Linked DNA regions of Mus musculus: region 2 is linked to region 1. The links are chromatin contacts, called in public promoter capture Hi-C maps. All regions are on one chromosome and are shown on one strand. Each heading gives the region's core, a stretch centred on a gene start, on an enhancer-like site or on the middle of the called end of the contact. The rest is flanking DNA. Distances are from core to core; before and after follow the strand shown.

Evidence for each region. Capture Hi-C pulls out chosen DNA fragments and counts their contacts.
Region 2: a contact with region 1 is called in a promoter capture Hi-C map of adipose tissue. The contact joins two enhancer-like sites. A contact is called at or near these places in 1 of 484 Hi-C or Micro-C datasets (the HL-1 cell line), 2 of 115 datasets of contacts at active chromatin or transcription factors (both in embryonic stem cells) and 1 of 9 other capture datasets (adipose tissue).

Annotation. Positions count from the first base shown.
Region 1 is chr1:51,631,946-51,636,974 of GRCm38.p6, forward strand. All of the region lies in intron 2 of Gm31636 (a long non-coding RNA gene), which reads left to right. Among named protein-coding and RNA genes, the nearest start is that of Gm31636, 12 kb to the left of the region's middle. Within about 2 kb of position 1,971, at least 10 of the 459 cell types and tissues checked have an H3K27ac peak or open chromatin away from gene starts, as enhancers often do. A contact at or near this core is called in adipose tissue, where this site is marked.
Region 2 is chr1:51,819,454-51,824,482 of GRCm38.p6, forward strand. Myo1b (myosin IB) reads right to left here. Exons shown (of 31, transcript NM_001161817.2): 5 at 4,644-4,748; 6 at 688-734. Among named protein-coding and RNA genes, the nearest start is that of Myo1b, 94 kb to the right of the region's middle. Within about 2 kb of position 2,863, at least 36 of the 459 cell types and tissues checked have an H3K27ac peak or open chromatin away from gene starts, as enhancers often do. A contact at or near this core is called in adipose tissue, where this site is marked.

The DNA.
Region 1 (5,029 bases), core at 721-3,220:
CCTGAGGAACTGCTCCTCAGACCCCCCCTTGTCCATACAAAGGGTGATTTTGCTAAGCTCCTTTGGGATGCTGGGGTGCTGTGCTACCCCGCTGTTAGACAGGGTTGCAAAGCAAGACACATAACCTCTCCAGCTGCACAGAGCTAATATTTTACTGGAAATGGATACATATATATATGTATATATATATGCAAACAATAAATATTGTTTAATAAATTTCTAACTGTGATGAGTATTAAGGAGAAAATTAAGTAAGGTGGCAGAGAGAGACTACATGTGGAACCCTGAAAAAAGTGACATTGGAGTCCTGAAGGACCAGGGTTAGAATACAGGAGAAGGACCACTTGATGAATTTCCTAGCCACACAGTTGGTCCAGAACTATGCACTCAACCCACACCAGACCACTCAGAAACTTTTCACTTGAAATAAAAAAGAGAACAGTTTTCAGAGGTCATGGAGAACCTGTAAATGCTGACCCGTTCTGTAAGATGAGAGAATGAAGCTAAAAGAAGTCCCTTTACCCTACTGTTCCTCAGGCTACACCAGCAGACAGAGTGTATGCCCAGCTGTTTAAAACTACTTGCAAGAAGGGCCTGCTCTCTGTAGGTGAGGAACACACAGCGCTGTGGCTAGAGATCACAGCCTTTAGATATTAGCTTCTGAGAGACATACCCTACTTCACACCGAGGTCACGTTCTTCTTAGGAGACCCAATCTAACAACCTTGGCCCATGAGCCCAGCCAAGGTCAGAGTTTTCCGTCTTCACAATCTCAAGGTGCAAGGCTTTACTCCCATAATCCTCCAGTTCTCTCAGTGTCTTGGTGGTTTTTTATTTTTTCATGGCACACCCTAAACCAAAAGAAATATTTACATGTCCTTTTACTAAATATCCCTTTAACTAACTAGCAAAGTTTGGGTAAGTTAGCCATAGGAATTTGCACAATGTTTTGTTTTTGTTTTTGTTTTTTGGGGGTTCTTGTGTGTGTGTGTTTTTCTGAAATTTTTAACATATTCTTCGGTGCCATATGTGTTGTCTTGACCCCTGGACAGTCTGGCAGGTCAGGGCCACAGTCTCCCAGCCCATCCTTTTGCAATGCACTACTCCTTCCCAGAGCCCCACTGGGCTTCCTGCCTTGCTCCTTACTCTATTCCCAGTGTGACTACCCAATTAATCTCTTTCACTCAAGTCTAGCTGGGTGAAAGCAAAAACAAAATATCAGCCTGCGAAATAAAATGCCCTTTTGTGGAATTCGTTTTGAGATTTTTGTTGTTTTCCCTTTGTTTTGTTTTGGGGTTTTTCGTTTTGTTTTGTTGCTTGTTGTTTTTAGAGACAGGGTCTTATTATGTAGTCTTGGCTGGCCTGAACTCAGTATGGAGACCAAGTTGCCCTCAAAGCCACAGAGATCTACCTGCCTCTGCCTCTCAGTTGTTGAGACTAAGGACATGTGCTACTTTTCCAAGTTCAAAATTCCTTTTCTGAATCAAATTTAAAACTTACTTGATTTGTGATTGGATTACTGCTGTGCTTGTAACAGGCTGAAGCACAGAATTGGCTGCGGTCTGTGTTCACAAGAGCTTGAAAAGTGAGCAGAATCTAACGTTCATAACTAACAGAATGGCTTCTAGACTCTTCTGTTAGAAAGCACTGGGACATTCCACGCTCCTTATACTTCCTAACTGAGCCAAGACTCTAACACAGGGTGATAGGTATTCAAGCTGTATGTATACTAGAACTGTTTTGTTGAGGAATAGCTGAAAGATTTTTTTTTTTCCAAGACATGCAATGGTATTAGAATTTACAGGGAATGCAGACTTGCTCTTCCTGAGTTCTGCTGGGATACGCAAAGCATAAGAAATTGAAATTAGGGTGGGATGAACAATCAGCTTCCATTATGTTAAATAGGTGGTCCCTCCAGAGGTCCGGAGTCATGTGATGGATACTCATTCAACTCTCTCTCTCTGATTGTGGAAATAAGATCAACGTGATAATTTACTTTAATCAGCATTCTCAGCTGTCACTCTTTTTATAGTCACAACCTGTCAGACACTTCCTGGAAATCAACTTCTTTGCCAAATTACCGGTTTCACGTGATTAAGTGGCCTCCTCTCTATCTGGTTCTTTGTCATAAGCCTCTGGAACCTCGCAATCTCATTACTAGAGGGGTCTGATCTCACCATCCCCAACCCACAGCCCCTGTCTGTTTTATCTTTGCCTTTCACTTCCAAATCCCAACCTAGGGTCTAGCACCCCTCTTTTAGAGAGCTGTAAAATCTTGCTAATATCAGTCGCTCCTTCACAGTGTCCACCATTGCCATACCCCCTGCTAGACTTCTCCTCCATACATGGTATCATTTCCCTGCTTAAAACCCAACCTAATCCTCCCTCCCTTCGCAGGATCTAGGCTAGTTCACTGCTTTGTAAACCTGTCCAACCTCTGTCTGCCATTCTCCTGCCCACACAGGGTTTCCTAAACACCCCTAAGTCCATTACCACTCAGTTTCTTTCCCTTCTCTGATTCTTCCAAAACCACAGACCTGGATCACTCACTTCTGTCCTCGTCACATACTTCATAAACACATCTCTGTGGGTGTGCATTTGTGTTTATGTGTGCACATATGCACATATGTTGAGGGCAGAGGTTGACTCCAGGTGTCTTCCTCAAATGCTCTCCACATTACTTTTTGAGATAAGGTCTCTAACTAAACCCAGTGTTCACTTACTGATTAGCCTGGCTGGTCAGTGCGCTTTGGGGATCCATCTGTCTTCATTCTCTAAGAGCTGAGGACACAAGGGTGGTCGTCATCCTCATTACTATCCTCCTCCTCTTCCTCCTTTTCCTTCTCCTTCTTTTAAGTGTTCATGTTGGGGACCTGTCTTCATGTTTGTATGGTAAGCACTTTCCTGACTTGGCCCTCTTTCCAGCCCACTAGCCCTCTGTTTTTAATGCTTGCTTCAAATGTAATTTTGCCTCTATAGGTCTCTTCAGACAGAATAGATCATATTACTTTGTGCTTCTGATATTTAAGCTTTTTCTACATGCTAATCACTGGCCTCTAAAACCTTGAATAATTCCTGGAGAACATCAATGTATTCCCCAAACCCATGTCACAGCTTCTAGCACAAAGTGGTTCAGTCACAGTCAGGGAGAGAGTTTGTGTGCAAGACAGGTTGAGCTGCACTTTCATGGATTTAGCCTCAGCCTAGGAAGACAGTCACTTGGGCCAATGGAAGAAAACTTCAAGAAATCTATCTCCAAGGTCACATATAATGAGTATATGCCCAAAATGGTAGAACCAGCAAACCTGTGTATGAGCTCAGAGTTCTTCTCAGACCTGGTTGTGGCTGTAGTGTGTGTGTGTGTGTGTGTGTGTGTGTGTGTGTTTGAATTAGCAGCTGTCAGCACATTGCTGACCATATTGCAAGTGTTCTATTATATTGATCAAATATTTAAGGAATTAAGAAATCATATATAAAACACATATATCATAAGTCAGCATTTTAAGCTGGGTGACAAATCAAAATAATGAAGCTAGCTATATTTAGTCAGTCTCTTCTAGAATCCTCCTAAGACTTCAAAGAGTTCTATCCCTCCAAAAGCATCATAAATTTGCAACAACCTTTCTGACAGAAAATGAGAATGTGTATGGGGTCTGGGGACGGTACTTCTCCACCAAGTCAGTATTACATCATAAACATTTGAGAACAGTCAGTCTCATCAGTAAGATTAATAATGAGGAGAATGGATTTTTTTTTCTTAATATGTAGGAAATCCAGGTGAATCTCATAAGGAGTCATTAGTGGATGAAGCCAAGCCTGAAGCACAACTAGACAAGAAGTTATGTCTGTGCTCTGTGTTCTGTCCCTGGGAATTTTATTGCCATATTTAATGTACATTACAATAAACACTGAGTCTAGGGAGAAAGCCACTTAATGAAAGCAAGCACAACTTAGGACAAAATAATCTCCAAATAGAGAGATTTCAGTCTACTTAACTGGCCAACTAAACGTGAGGAAATGCTCTTGAAGCATTTCCCCTGTTCGTGAGAGGTCTCTCTGCAGCCAGCCAGCCACAAGAACAGGCCACCAGTATCTCAGCTACCCCTTACCTTTCCAGCCCTCCCCTTTATCACCTGGAAGCAACATGCTTCTGTTAATGAAGATAGTCCTCTTTGTAAGCCAGACTGCATTCCCATTAGTGCTAAGTGCTCTTTTAAAGTTAAGAGACACAGAGGAGACAAAACTCCAGGAGGATTCAGCCCTGGTTTTCCCTTCCCTTTAGAGCCTTCCCTGCAAACAGCAGGAGAGAGCTACCAGAACACCATGGCCTCATTTATTTAACTCCTCAGTCATTTCTAACACAACACCCCTTAGGAAGCGTCTCTGGGCTCTAGCTCAGGTGTATCAGCAGATGCCCTGAGACTTCACGCCTGCTGTGACGGAAGAGACACAGAGTCGAGTTAATTAAGTCTATTGTTCAAACAATTTGTTTCTCACCAAGGTTGATTCACATGAAGGTTTTTCAGCGGGATTTTATATCCAGATACCTTTATTGTGCTGTGATAACTCCCTCTTTAGAAATACATTTCGTTTCTGAGATTTTCAGGTCACTGGCAGAATAGCATGTTTTTAAAAACCCATTGCTAATGGATGACAAGCTATTTGTTAGGTGTGTGGTACTTGTATTTTTTTTCCCATAGCCATGAGGTTCCTCGGAGTAGCATCAGTGAGGTAACGGTGGAATAAGACAGGCCTCCAAGATTTAGTGCTATATAGCGTTCTTACTCAAAGTCAAGGCTGAAGACAGCGTTCGAAAGGTTTTCATGGTCTCTCTGGCAGAATGAAGCATGAGAAGCAAATGGAAGGTTTTGTAGGAGAAAAATGGAGACTGTTTAAAGCACGCTGCTTTCTTTTTGCACAAAGGGATCAAAGGACATTCCCGCATTAATTGCTTCTATTTTTACTCTGCACTCCCATTGTGTTCCCACTTGTCGCTCTAACAGATGTTCTAGAGACTCTTTACAGACTTG
Region 2 (5,029 bases), core at 1,613-4,112, 190 kb after region 1:
TCCAGCACTGCAAAAACCAAAAACACAGGTAGTGTTTGTATCTTTGTGAAAATCAGGGGCCTGAAGTGAGGTGGAGGACCAAACTCGACAAGGTGCAGTCACATGCTGGACCCTAACAGGAGTGGAGGCTGGAAGAGCAGCAAGGGCCAGACTCAGTCAAGACAACACATCAATTAGCCTCAGTTTTCAGTACTCAGTTCCCCCAGGCCCCTGCACTTACTAAGCCTAGTGATTTTATTGCCAAGACGTTTTAAAATACATCCCATCCTCTCTGAGGTCATCAAACAAGAGACAAAGGCGACAGAGTATGCAAACAACACTCACTTGATCTTTCTTTTTTATTGAATTTCTGAGTCTTAATTATGACTTCTAAATACCAAACTCTAGATGAGTAAGAAATGGTTATAAATAGCTTTCTGTAATTTTTTTTGATTAAAGACGAAGAGAAAACATGATAAAAATACTTTGCCACTAAAAAAAAAAAAAAAAGAAAAAAAGAAAAAAAAAAAAGAAAAGAATCTCAGAAAACAAACAAAGAACTTTTATAGAACTTACAGTGGTCTCAACTGGGGCTGGGTGCCTCCTGGCTTTAAAGATGTGTGTATTAAGAAATGTTAAACATCTGCTTGTTTAAACACACATGGACTAAATATTAGTGTTAGCACTTAAGCTTATACAAATACTTACGAATCTAGATGAGTTGTCATTCCTCACAGTCTTGGCATTTCCAAAAGCTAACGAGAGAGAAACAGATGCATCGTTAAAGCTGATAGAAAAAATAATACTGAGCGGAAACATAAAGCAAGTGTAGTACTGGGCAGGAATAACCCTGGCAAGCAGAGCTTGCAGTGATGGCATGTCTACACACAATTCCCACGCAAATAGATCTAGCAGAAATTTTAATAAGTTTCTTAAACTTCCCTCAGTGGTTAGAAATACACAGAAAGAGAGCAAGTGGCAGCGTTGCATCCTGGCATTGTTTCGAGCACTGCTCTAAACTTAACCTTGCCTAGGTTGACACCGATTAACCCCTTTCCACAGGAACCTACTGGGCATCAAGCAGGTGCCTAGTCCTCCGCCAAAACTACCACTCAGGTTATTTCAGAAATCATTTTCTATCCTTATAGGTTTGGTGCACGTGGGTGAGGAATATAGATTGCAGGAGGCATGTGAAACTGAAAACCGTTTAATTTTGAAATAAAGCTATTTATGTAAATGTGATTACATAACTACAGTACAGTAAGAACTATACTGAGAGTTGGAAAATGAGTCATTTCAAATAAGATAAAAATGATACAGACTTTGGTAGCTCATGCCCAACAGGCAGACCTATAAGAAACATTCTAGAACACAAAGTGACCCAAAATGCACAGCCCAAGTCTGTTTTGATCTCAGTTGCTTCCAGAAGACCGATCTGCCCCGGGACAACCTTTGAAATGAGGACCCATGAGAGCTGCGGGGTGGTTCTGCCCCGGTCACAGAATGGTCCTGTTTAACACAGGTGACAGTGTAGTTGTGACAGCAAATGGACAGCTTCACCAAGCCTGTGCACAAACACTCACAAGCCAAGCTGGGGTGATGCAAAGGGAGAAGAGAGTCGTGTGAGTACAGGTCACATATGTAGAAAGGCTCCCTGTGGATGCCCCGACAGAACATCCCAAACCCTGAAGGGAACCCAGGCCAGCCCAGTACACCCTGGAGGACACAAAACTCTGCATTCCTACAAAGGCCCCCTCCAACCCAAGCTGTTTTGGTGACAAGTCACAATTGAGACTAGCAGCATCATTCCTGAAGATGTGGTTAAACAAAACGAACCTTTTGAATAAGAGGCTAGATACCACATTTCTGAAGCCTCCGTGACTTCATCAAGTTAAATGAGGGTTAGGGTGACAGGGAAGTGTCACAGAGCAAGAGTAAGTACTAGGCTAGCCAGACCTTATTTCAACAAACAAACAAACACCACATGGCTGGCTCAAAATAGGTTAAGTCAAAATTTACAAAGTCAACAGAGAAGGTTCCTTATATTTAGAGATGCTTGGGCCAAGTATGGTTTATTGAGTTCCTGACACCAAACTCTCACTTCAGAAGAAGATAGGCTGACATTTGTACACTGAGAGAGAAAGCACTGGAAACCTCAGCAAAGGAAACACGCTGAGGAAAGGGGGATTCTCACAAATTCACTGCCAAGCAAAAGTCATCTGTGAACGCAACCTTGACGACAGTGGACACCTGACCTGGTCACCATTAAACTGCAACATTTCCCATGCTTTTATGGGCTAGTCCTTTATGCCAGGTTTGAAATGTAGACCTGCCAAGTCAAATAATTAGAACAGGCCTAAATCCCAGTTCAAGATGCTGACACAAAGATCACTAGACTGTGGCCTGACAGTCAGGAAGGAGCGAAGCGCTGCTCCAGCACTTGGTTCAGAGCCCCATCTGCAAGCCATAAACCATCTCTTCCTCGAACAAGTCTGAGCTGCATATTATAAACACAACCCTAAACTCTCCAGTCTTTTACTGTGAGTCTGGAAATCTGAAACAAGTACTCCATTATAGAACACCCGAGACACATTCCACAGTTGTTGGTTGGTTGGGTTTTTTGTTTTTTTTTTGTTTTGTTTTGTTTTTTATAAAGTTCGTTGTTCTGAACGTTCATTTACAGTAGCAGCTCCAGTTAAAAAGCAAAGCGTTCCCATAAAAGATAACACACACCCACAGTGGACATTTCTTCCATTTCCTGCACTGCAGCGTCATTTCAAATACCACCAAATAAAAAGATCCTAGTCAAAAATGCAAGCTGCAGCATTCCGCTACGTTGTTGCTTTCAACCACAGCATTCCTAAAATAAGCCTGTGCAGAAATCAGCTCATGCAGAGCACATAACCTAAAGGCAAAGGGAGGAAGCAAAGGGGCCAGATCTCAGATTAGTAAAATGTAGTGATGCCACTTCTTACAGACTCTACCAGTTAAGGTACTAAATGGAGGAGCGATCAAACCGTAATAGCCTATTGGGCTCCATGCCTCCCCTATGCTGCCAGTCGGGCACATCAGTGGGCACAAAGCCATAGTCACTGCTCAGAGTTCAAGAAGATTTCCCAGAGGGAAGGAGGGGCCCAGGCAGAGTAGAAAAGGCAACAGGGAGGGATTGCGACCCTCCATGTCAAGGGTTGCCTACCAATCCCAAGATAGCTCTGCTTTCGTTAGCCTTCAATCTTGTCCTTCTGTGCTTGGAGCAATGGGTTGAGCCAAACTATTCCTCTGGCCCAGATTCTAAAAGTATGCTTTTGACTCCCTGGGGGACAGTGCCAATATTTGGAGGTTTTGTTTTTTTGTTTTTTTAATCCCAACAGGTACAAGGGTGTAACTGACACGTGGCAAGCAGAGGCCATAAATGCTAGAGCAGGCCTCCCACTCATACCAAAGACGTGCCCAGCACAGCAGCTCCAAGGCTAAGAAATCCAACTGGTGCTCCAACTGTGTTAGTCACAACACTGAGACACTTATACTATAAGACAAATTTAATAGCCTCTCTCCAATAAGGAAAAGCTGGAATTTCATGATTTAAAAAAAAATTTACTCAGTTTTTATTTTGTGTGTGTATATGTGTGTGTGTATATATATATATGTATATACATATACATATATATATATATATATATGGCAAGCATGTATATATATATATGCACATATATGTGTGTGCGTGCGTGTATACATACGCACACTACATCCATGCCTGATGTCTGCAAAAGCCAGAAGTAACTCTGGAATCAGATTTACTGACAGCTGTAAGGGGCCATGTATGTGTTAGGAACCAAACCCAAGCCCTCTGCAAGAGCAGCAACTATTCTTCTCCAGGATCCTAATTTCATTTTTAATGTAAGCATGGTTTGTTTATACCAACGGTAAATGTTATTTTTCATCTGGTGAAAGAATTCATCTCTAATTTATTCTTGATGATGGGCCAGTGTGCTTGCCCCTTTTCCTCATTCATATATTAAAGCGCTTACGCTCTATGCGACAGAATGGAGAGGTAAGCTTCTGGGAGGTACTTATGTGTGTGGAGCATGGAGAAGGGACACCAGGGAGCTCACTTCTGGTTTTGTTCCCAAGAAACACACAAGAAGAGCTTACATGAATAAGGTGGGAGTTGTCTCTAAGATGAGAGAGGTCTCCAAATGAAACCTATCTTAGCAGGATTTTGTTCTTAGATTTCTAGCCTCCAAGAATAATGAGCTAGTTACCAGAGAGCTAACAACAAAGCTTAGGAGAACTACATAGCATTTGGGCTTTCTTCGGTCCTTGATTTCCATGACAACAGACATAACCAGCCACAGGCATTACCATGAATAATAAAACATCACTACACCATCAACTGCAAAAACAGTCAATTTCTTAAAAGCAAACCAAAGTAAGTTACATAAAAATGGAATGGCAAAAGTATTTTTTAAATGGGAAAGTTCCTTTTCCATGAGTAAGCTATTGCCTCTTTTCAATACTTGAAACAAAGCCTCACAAGGCTTAATTCCTCTATAGGCTTTGGCCTGAACGGTGGGTGTCCTCTTCCCTCCCTGAACACTGGGCAGTTGAAGTGAACGAACACAGTTTGCTATTTGAATCACAAGGACCAAACATGAAATCCTTACCTTCCAGGACAGGGTTGGACTGCAGAAGCTGTTCCTTGACCTGATTGACTTCTGCTCCTTTTCCGCACACGGCAGCGACATAGGACATGACGAGCTTGCTGGCCTCTGTGGAGGGAAACAGCCATGTTACTCAATTCTAAAGAATCTTTGAATCATATTTGGAGAGAAGATTCACTAGCTGCATTTCCAAACATCTTTATTGTTGGGTAGACACATGTTTTGGAAACTTTTTCAGCTCTGCATTTTAAACTGATATATCATCAATTTAGTTAGAATATGGCTTGCGCTTGAAGCCTATTTCTGAGCTGTTAAAAACAAAAGCTAAGTTACATGGTCAACAAAAAAATCTCAGAAGACTCACATTCAGAGTAATCAAACACATACAT